2 separate regions of the Macaca mulatta genome follow, and region 2 is linked to region 1. Evidence: chromatin contacts called from public Hi-C data. All regions are on one chromosome and are shown on one strand. The core of a region is the stretch at or near the end of the contact, and the rest is flanking DNA. Distances in the headings are between cores, read along the strand shown.

Region 1 (4,563 bases), core at 1,104-3,603:
TGAGGTCAGGAGTTCAAGACCAGCTTAGACAACATGGTGAAACCCCATCTCTACTAAAAATACAAAAATTAGCCAGGCGTGGTGGCATGTGCCTGTAATCCCAGCTATTCGGGAGGCTGAGGTAGGAGAATCACTTGAACCCGGGAAGTGAAGGTTGCAGTGAGGGCCAAGATCGAACCACTGCACTCCAGCTTGGGAAACACAGACACCGTCGCAAAGGAAAAAAAAAAAAAAAAAAAAGAGGCAACAGGTGGGCCTAGTTGGTCTCAAAATTGCCACCGCTCCAGGTCAGGCAGGGTGACTCACGCCTGTAATCCCAACACTTTGGGAGGCTGAAACGAGCTGACTTCATGAGCTCAGGAGTTCAGGACAAGCCTGGGCAACGTGGCAAAAACCCAGCTCCACAAAAAATAGAAAAATTAGCTGGGTTGTGGTGTGTACCTGTAGATCTAGCTACTCGGGAGGCTGAGGCAGGAGAATCTCTTGAGACCAGGAGGCAGACGTTGCAGTGAACCGAGATCGTGCCACTGCACTCCAGACTGGGCAACAGAGGGAAACCCTCTCTCAAAAAAAAGAAGAAAAAGAAAAAACTGCCACCACTCCAAGCCTCTAGGGCAGTACTTCTCAAACCTATTTGCTTAGGGATCACCTGGGATCTTATTAAAATGCAGACTCTAATTCAGCAGGTCTGGGTTGGGCCTGAGATTGTTCACTTCTAACAAGCTCCCAAATGATGCTATTGTAACACTGGTCATCTAGGAACTACCCTGGTAACTAGGTGATAGACTACTTTCAAGTCAGAGGAGAAGGCTGGAGAAGGCTTCTCTGTGGTCCAGCCTTATAGAAGGGCAATCCTAGGGTCAGAGTGGCCTACAAGCTACAGGAGCCCCAAGGAGGAGGATAGTGGCTTAGGAGAGAGGTGGTCTCCTGGAGGTATACGCCAATTTAACAAGAGGGAGTCTCCAGTAAAAATTTTCTTAGGGGAAAGGGGGGAGTCAAGCTGTAGGTGTTCGCTCCCTAAAACAACTCAGCACCTCAAAATTAGCTCTCAGGAGCAGAAACTAAGGTCTTGCTGCCACACTTCTCTAGACAAAATCAGCTCTGCCCCACCCACTCCACAAAAGCTCTCTGCCGAGTCTTCCTCTAGGGGAGAGGTGACTGCAGGCTGGGAGACTCCCCAGCTGTGACTCAGACCGACGGAATCAAATCTGTTCCCCGAGGCTCAGCATTCACCAGATCCTGACCTCCCCCTCTGCCTGGCCCCAACCCACCTTTCCAAGCCCCACCTCTCACTCCAGGGGCCATCCCTCGTCCACCCCACTTCCCTGTCTCTGGCTCATCTTCAGATGTGTCCCCAGCTCCCAACCCTTCCAAGCGCAGCCGAGTTTCTCGGTCCACATCGCCTCGATATTCCCACAGCATCTGTATAGTCTCTCTTAAAAAAAAAAAAGTGTGTGCCCCTATCGCCGTTTTACGGAAGGTCCCTGGAAGGTTCCTCGAGTGGCCCTCTCGGATGCTGAGGTCCTGTCAGCGCCCCTTTGTCTCCCCGTGCGGCGCCGAGCGCAGTGCAGGACACACAGGAAGTGCTCCGAAACAGGGCTAAGGTGGGGGCGGCAGCCGTGCCCGGAGGGGGCGCCCAGAGCGCAGGGACTCGGCCTGGCCGAGTGACGTTCCCCCCAAAAAACAAGAGTCACCAGCATGAGGGCCAGGGACCTCGAGTTCAGAGCCAGGCAGCCCTCGGAGCCGGAGCCAGGCTGGCCGGGTCCCGGGCGGGCATCCCTTCCTTCCGGAGCCCCTCGACGCGGGTCCGGCCACCCACCTCAGCGCCCTCACCTTGTAAACCTTGCCGAAGGCGCCGTCGCCCAGCTCGCCCACGATCTCCCACACCTCGTTGGGGTCCAGGTCGCGCCGGACGTGCTCATATTCGCGGGACTTTCTCTTCTCGAAGGTAGACAGGCGCAGGATGCGGCGGAAATTGGCAAAAGCCATGGCCGGGGGCGCGGTGGCGCCGGCTCGGGCTCGGGCTCGGGCTCGGGCTCGGGCTGTGGCTTCGGCGGCCGCGAGGAGAAGGAGGAGGAGGAGTTGGAGGACGCCGCGGCTCTCGGGGTTCTCCCCAGACCCGCCCTTCCCTGCAGCCCGACCCCGGTCAAGTGTGCCCTGGGCAGCGCCGCGCCGGGAGCACCCGGAACCGCGCAGGCGGCGGCGTCCCCGCCCCCGCCCTGTCAGGTCCCCGGGGCCGCCTCCCTTGTGCCGGCCCCGCAGCCCCCGCCCGGCGCAGCCCTGCTTGCGAGAGCCTCGGACCCGTTCCGGGGGACCGTCCCCGCGCCCGCCCAGCGGCCGGGCTCCACCTGCCGCTCCCCGGCAGAGCCCCGAGACCCCCTAATTGGCTGCGGGCGCTCCCCGGCTCCGCCCGTCGCCGCAGGGCACTCTGGAAACTGTAGTCCCCGCACACCACGCGCCGCGAGCCGCGGGCTGGGCTTTGGAGAAGCTTCGGGGACCGCTGGGTGGGACCGCTCATGGACTCAGGAGCCAGCCCGCCGCGCCTTGTGGCTCCCAGAACTTTTGTGGGAGCGAAGGGGACGGCGACTTGGCATTTCGCGAGAGCCCACGGATCGTTGTCAGCGCCCAGAAGGTGAACCTGCACTTGTTCATTTAATCCTCCCGCAGCTATCCCGCGAGGCTGCCCTCGCCCCCACTTTTACTATGGGGACGCCCGCAGGCGAGGGCACTCGCCCCGGGCACACACGCTGGCTGCTCGTCTGCTGCGGGTTCCTCGGCGCGGTGCTGCCTCCTAGTGTGCGACGGGCAGCGCCTGTGGAGCCGCGGCCAGTCCCTGCAGGCCCCGGCTTCCTGGCGCGGTCCTGCTTTCCAGGGCCTCCCCGTCCGCGATCCACAAACCTGCCATGATTAAAGAGCTGGAAGAAAGAGCTCCTTTGGCAGTGATTTATCTTATGCTTCATGATGGGTTTGCAGATGTATTTGCATATTAAAAACTTTATTCTAATTTTTAATGTCCTGGTTTCAAAAAAGATGAGTGCACTACATACAGATCAAACGGAAGTCTTCTTTGAGCACCTTTCTCGATCATGGCCACCTGAGTCACTTCACTGCTACTGTTGCCTGTTTGTCCTATAAACGGTTATAACATGCTTTTAGCTGAATCTAAGGAGAGTGCTGGGGGCGGGCAGTCTGCAAGGCTTATTATTTGGACCCTGTGTCATAAACAAGTTGAGTCTTCGCGAATGTCACACTTCAGTAGCTCCAACCCCAGAGAACGGCTGGGTTGAGGTGTTTTCGCCCCTTCTTCGGTGCTTTGTTGGAAAATATCTCTTGAGCAGTGTTCAAACACCAAGCATGGTTTTCCACTGGGAAAGCCAGCTAAAGAAGCCTGCGATGCTGGTAGTGGTCGGCACAGAGAGTGTCCTGAGTAAAGGTTGCTAAGCCGTTCAGAATGTTTCCACAGCTGCAGGAGTGCCTGGAATTGTAGACGGTCTTTAAAAGAAGGAAATGCTGCTCATCGCTGACCGTTCTCATTGAGTCAGGCGCTGTCTGAACCTCCTAGAACATGCTGAAAGCCATACCAAAGGGGTGGGGAGACCAAGGAGGTTGTTCCATACTAGGAGATGAAGGCTCTGACTTCCCGAAAGCTGTAGGCCTGGAGGGCTGTGAAGGTCAGAGGTCTCTGACCAGCTCTAAGAGCTTGAGGGGAGAGAGAGAGAGAGAGGGAGAGAGAGAGGGAGAGAGAGAGAGAGAGAGATTCATTCATTCAATATCATTAAGTGAAAGAAGCCAGACACAAAATCCTGTGTTCTATAAATTTCCATTTATATGAAATGTCTAGAAAAGGCAAATCCATACAGACAGAAAGTAGATTAATGGTTGCCTGGAACAGGGTATGAAATGGGAATTCACTGTACATGAACAATAAACAGTCTAATTGGGAGTGATGAAAATGTTCTAAAACTGCACAATGGGGACAATTTCATAACTTAGTAAATTTGCCAAAAATAACTGAATTTCAAACTTTCATTTTTGTAAATAAATGAATTTTTTGTGTATATTATACCTCAATAGCATTGTAAAATACATTGAGGTTCAATAGAATCAAAGCTACTTCTTTGAAATAACTAATAGACAAGACTAGTCAAAGAAAAAGAAAAAAAAGGTTGGCCACAGTGGCTCACACCTGTAATTCCAGCACTTTGGGAGGCCAAGCTGGGTGGATCACCTAAGGTTAGGAGTTCAAGACCAGCCTGGCCAACATGGCAAAACCCCAGCTCTACGAAAAATACAAAACTTAGCTGGGCAGGGTGGTGCACGCCTGTAATCCAAGCTACTTGGGAGGCTGAGGCAGAAGAATCACTTGAACCCAGAAGATGGAGGTTGCAGTGAGCCGAGATCACACCATTGCACTCCAGTCTAAGCAATAGAGCAAGACTCCATCTCAAAAAAAAAAAAAAAAGAAAAGAAAAAGAAAAAAAATTGGTGAAAGAAATATTCACTGGAAGAAATAAAAATGAAAAGGGAACATAATATTAGATACTGTAGATATTTTGATAATCA
Region 2 (4,563 bases), core at 896-3,395, 110 kb after region 1:
AATAAGCAATAATTTTTTTATATGTTAACCTGCAACACACCTGAGTTAATTTCACTAAACCACAATTAACTCTTAATTATCACGACAATAATGGAGAATAAAAGTGTCCATAATCAAATTCCAGAAATAATCCTTTAGCCCAAGAGCCTCTTCCCCAACCCCAGTTACATCAGGGCCCATGCACTCTCTCCAAAAGAATACAAAGACGTTTGGTGGCTGATGTTCCTTTTTCTAAACTTTATGTATAGCACAGCTTATGGTCCAGAGAACTCAGTCCTCAAAGAAACTGATACTATAGCTATCTAACTGGATACCACTGGTAATAAATTACCCAAAGCTAAGATTTCACGCTTTTTAAAGCCCATATTAATAATGCCTGTCTGGTCATAAGTCACACTACCAAAAGGCTTAAATAAATTAATCCACATGCATTACCGAGAAGAACAAAATGCTTACGACAATATTAAAATGAGTGTGAAAAAAATTTAATTAAAACCAAACACTAGCTATAACAAATACTAATATATTTCAGAACCATTAATGACCACCACAACTAGAGGAAGATTCATTTTGACCCCCAATTTGACCTTAACCCAAGGCTGTTTTAAATCATGCCCTTTTTATCTTCCTGCTTTGTTGTCACTGAGGGTCTCAATGTGCCAGTAATAATGCTACGACATAAAATACACTATAAAGTAGCATTTTCATGGACTTTTTCAAGACAACTTTCACTGAGTTCTCAAGTTATTTACCCAGGATTTAGCCATACAGGATACCCATAGATTTTAATAAAGTGGCATGGCTAACCATCATGGAAGCCAGGAAATCCATCAGTCAAAAAACTTAGGTGTACATGGTTTGTGAAGAGAGCTTAAGTGACATGGCAAGCAACTGGTCTAAATGTCAGTATGCTAAGAAACAGTTGTAAACCCTCCCACACCCAAACAATTTAAAAATTTACAAACATGCACATTTTAAGGCGGCTAACATTAGGTCAAAAATCAAACCAACGCTATCATCTTTGCCTAAAGGCTGTTTATAACTAAAATATTTTACAGAATGGACGTAACCAAAGGTCAAATAAAGGTAGAACTAATTTTATTATTATACTGCCATACTACAACTACTACTGATTGAATTAAAATACCTATCCTCAGCACGCCTTTACTATAAAGTAGATGTGCGTTCCCGTGTTAGAAAACTTTTAAAGTACTAATCTTACTGGGGTAAGTCAGAGTCCAACTGCATTTGTACTTTTATCCTGCATAATTTTCCTTCTACGTAAGCCAGATGGGAATTTGATTAGCCCACCCCGACAGCACACCGGCCTAACACCCCCAAGCTCTAGCAAGAAGCCACGTTTTACCCGGGAAGACCGTTTCCCCTCCCCTCCTTAATACAATGCCTGCGGCCACTGGAGTCTCCCCCAGCCGAGCTCCAGAAACTCGCGGGTTTAAATGGCCAATTTGGAACCAACCGGGGCAGCTGTCATCTGAAACTCAGGAAAGCTGAGACCAGCCAACTCCACTGAACAAGGAAGGGTGCGGAAAGATGTGGCGGGGCCCGTTGGAGGGAACGCATCAAGCTCCCTCCCCCCGCCATCAATTTGCTTTTCCGCAACCCCGGCGCCGCCATCCTGTTTCTCAATAATTAAACGGGCTGGAGAGGGAGTGAGGTGGCCAGAAGGGCAGCTTCGGGTCCGACTTCCCCGAGCCGAGCGGAGCGATCGGCGAGGCCGAGGGCTACGTCCCCGGCGCTCAGAGGACTTTTCTTCGCAGCTGGGGCGGGAAGGGGCGATCCCCGCGGCCGGCAGGGCAGCCGGAAGCGGAGCGCGGGGAATGACGTGGAAGAGGGGATGACAAAGGGGCACGGGAGCCCGGCGGGGCCCGCGGGGGTCGGGACAGGTGGCCGGGCCTGGCCGGGAACAATGGGGGGCCGAGGCTGCCCCCTGGCGCTCACCTACCTCCGGTGCCCTCCGAGTTCTCGTTGAGGCTGCCCGAGGAGTCGTGCTGGGCGCCCACACACCCGCCCATGGGGGCCCCCGGCGCCTCGTCCGCCACCTCCGGACGCTCGTCCGGGCCGCCGCCGCCGCAGCCTCCTCCGGCGCCACCGCCGAGCTCCGGACAGGCGCGCCGCTCCGCTCGCCCGCCGCGGCCCAGCCTCCGCCCCCCTCGCCGCTCCACCCACCGCCTTGGCTCGGCCCCTTCCTCCGCGCCCACTTCTACCTCAGCCCCTGGGCCGCCCGCTCGGCAGGCCTGGCCCGCGCGCCGCCCTCGCCTTCGGCTCAGCCCCGCCAGGCCAGGGCTGGCCCATCCCGGGCGGGCCGCAGCGCCCGCCTCGCCCCCTCACAGCCCCGCACACCCGCGTCCAGGCGAGCCCCGCGCCGGCGCCTCCCGTCCGCCAGGACCCATCGGCCCCCGCCCCGCGGCGCCGCCCTCCGCACCCACGGCCTGGGCTCGGCCCGGCCCGCCCGGAATCGCCGGGGAAGGGCGGGGCCCCTGGAGGCCGCGCTCTGATTGGCTGAGGGCGGGGCTGCGGGTGGAGCGGTGCGAGGGTGAGGCGGGGGAGGGGACGCAGGGGGCTCAGTGGGGGGAGGACTGGAGGCGAGGGGAGGAGGAGAGAGGGAGGACGCGAAGAAAGGAGAGAAGGGAGGGAAAGCAGGAAAAGCCGAACAAAAGTGAGAAAAGAGGAGTGGGAAGGGGCGAAATCGAGTTCCTGGCTCCTCGGCCGTCGGTTTCTTCTTGCCGGTGGAAGCGGGTAGCACGGGGGAACCGAGAAGTAGTCGTGGAAGACTCGCAGGCGGGGACGGGGCGGTTTCCCAAATAACGGGCTCGGGGGGCCGAACGTTGAGGTCCCAGCACCTTTTGAATTTATATGGCGCTCTGTGGGTTGGTACCCCGAATCTGGGCTTCCTCTTGCCTGCCCACCCGTGTCTTCCCTAAAATCATGGGACCCCATTATTAGGGGTGGAGGCGGTAGTTGTGGCAAACCGAACTGAGATTAGAGGCGAGGCGTCCTGATGGAACGCCTGGAAAGAAGAGATAAACGCTGACCTTAGTTCAGGGGGCGTGGATTTCTTTCATTTTCACGGGATTACTGATTCAAACAATACTACTTATCAAGATCCTGCCTTTGGGTATCTTAAATCGTCCTTAGGCGAAAGTGAAGTGTAAATGAGTGAAACACCCTGCTTTTTCTAATCTAGAATTTGGGACATTGACCACGCCCAGCATTCTTGGCGGTTACTTTTCCAATCTCAGCCAAACTGTTAATGGTCCCTTTAGAATTGTGCTTCGTGCTATGATGCCTTAAAATTTTTATCATCCTGCTTGGGCCTTTCGAAAGCTTATTTCTGCCTAAGAAGCTGTTTTAACTATCTGCTCCATTTTTATGTCAGACTTTCTTTTTTTAACATCCTGGGTCAGCTTTTGCTTAGCACGAAAAAAAAAATTTTAAGTTGAAATACCTAAGAAAGAGATGTTCTGCAGCTTGGGATTTGCATTTAAATATATTCTCATACACTGCTGGTGGGAGTGTAAATTGGTTCAATCTTTTTTGCAAAGCAATTTGGCAATGCAGATCAAGAGCCTTAAAAATGTTCATATCCTTTGACTCGGGATTATTCCACATCTGGGAATCTAGCTCACAGAAATAGACCAAGATATTATACAAAGATTTAGATCTCCGTATTCATTTGATAATCAGACATTAGACAAACAAAACCTACACTTAGGTTAAAACACAGAAATGTCGTGAGATGTAGAAATCTGCTACATTAAACTCATCCTGAAGAATTAGTATTGTCCTCAGTTGTGGTCCTGAACATTCCAAAAAGAGCTTATGCAACCGATGTTTTTATGAGTTTTCAGAGGTTGCTCTGACATCAGGGGCTGTGTCACAAAGCCTTCTATCTGATCATTTTCAACTGAGTATACACGTTGGCAGACGCATCACTCCATCACTTCCCTGAAGAGAAGCTGCATGCTGAATATTTGCAAGGAGATTGCTTTGTCCTGAATTTCACTCTAGAAATTGCAGAAACCAAGACTTCCACGATGTCTATTAAACAGATGGTAGGCACCCAAATGATGAGGACTCTCTGATGAGCACTGAGGAATTGGCACTAGGAAGAGAGCAATCTCGGGGAGAGATTCTCAGCAATAGATGTTCTCCACCCTGCCTTTATCTTAGAGACGCATGTTCCCAGGAGGCAGTGTAGTGTAGCAGTCAGGACCCCAGCTTGGCTATTAACTTCCTGGATTGGAATCTGGCTTCCATCGTGTGCTAGCTATATGGTCTGAAGTTTCTGGCAGGCATGGTGGCTCACGCCTGTGATCCCAGCATCTTGGGAGGCTGAGGTGGGAAGCTCACCTGAGCTCAGCAGTTTCAGACCAGCCTGAGCAACACAGGGAGACCCTGTCTCTACAAAAAATTTAACACAGGGAGACCCTGTCTCTACAAAAAAATTAGCGGGGCGTGGTGGTGAGCGCCTGTAGTCCCAGCTACTCAGGGGGCTGAGGTGGGAAGATCACCTGAACCGAGAGAGGTGGAGGCTGCAGTGAG

Evidence for each region. A called contact is a pair of places that touch in the nucleus more often than the background predicts.
Region 2: a Hi-C map of cortical neurons shows a contact between it and region 1, with 2.9 times the contacts expected there. The contact joins the promoter of UBTD2 here to the promoter of STK10 in region 1. A contact is called at or near these places in 3 of 14 Hi-C or Micro-C datasets (cortical neurons, fetal cortex germinal zone and liver).

The regions. Positions count from the first base shown.
Region 1 is chr6:181,042,277-181,046,839 of T2T-MMU8v2.0, forward strand. It overlaps STK10 (serine/threonine kinase 10), which reads right to left and starts at 2,354. Exons shown (of 19, transcript XM_028849917.2): 1 at 1,834-2,354. The coding sequence starts at 1,989.
Region 2 is chr6:181,148,798-181,153,360 of T2T-MMU8v2.0, forward strand. It overlaps UBTD2 (ubiquitin domain containing 2), which reads right to left and starts at 2,146. Exons shown (of 3, transcript NM_001194090.2): 1 at 1,964-2,146. The coding sequence starts at 2,033.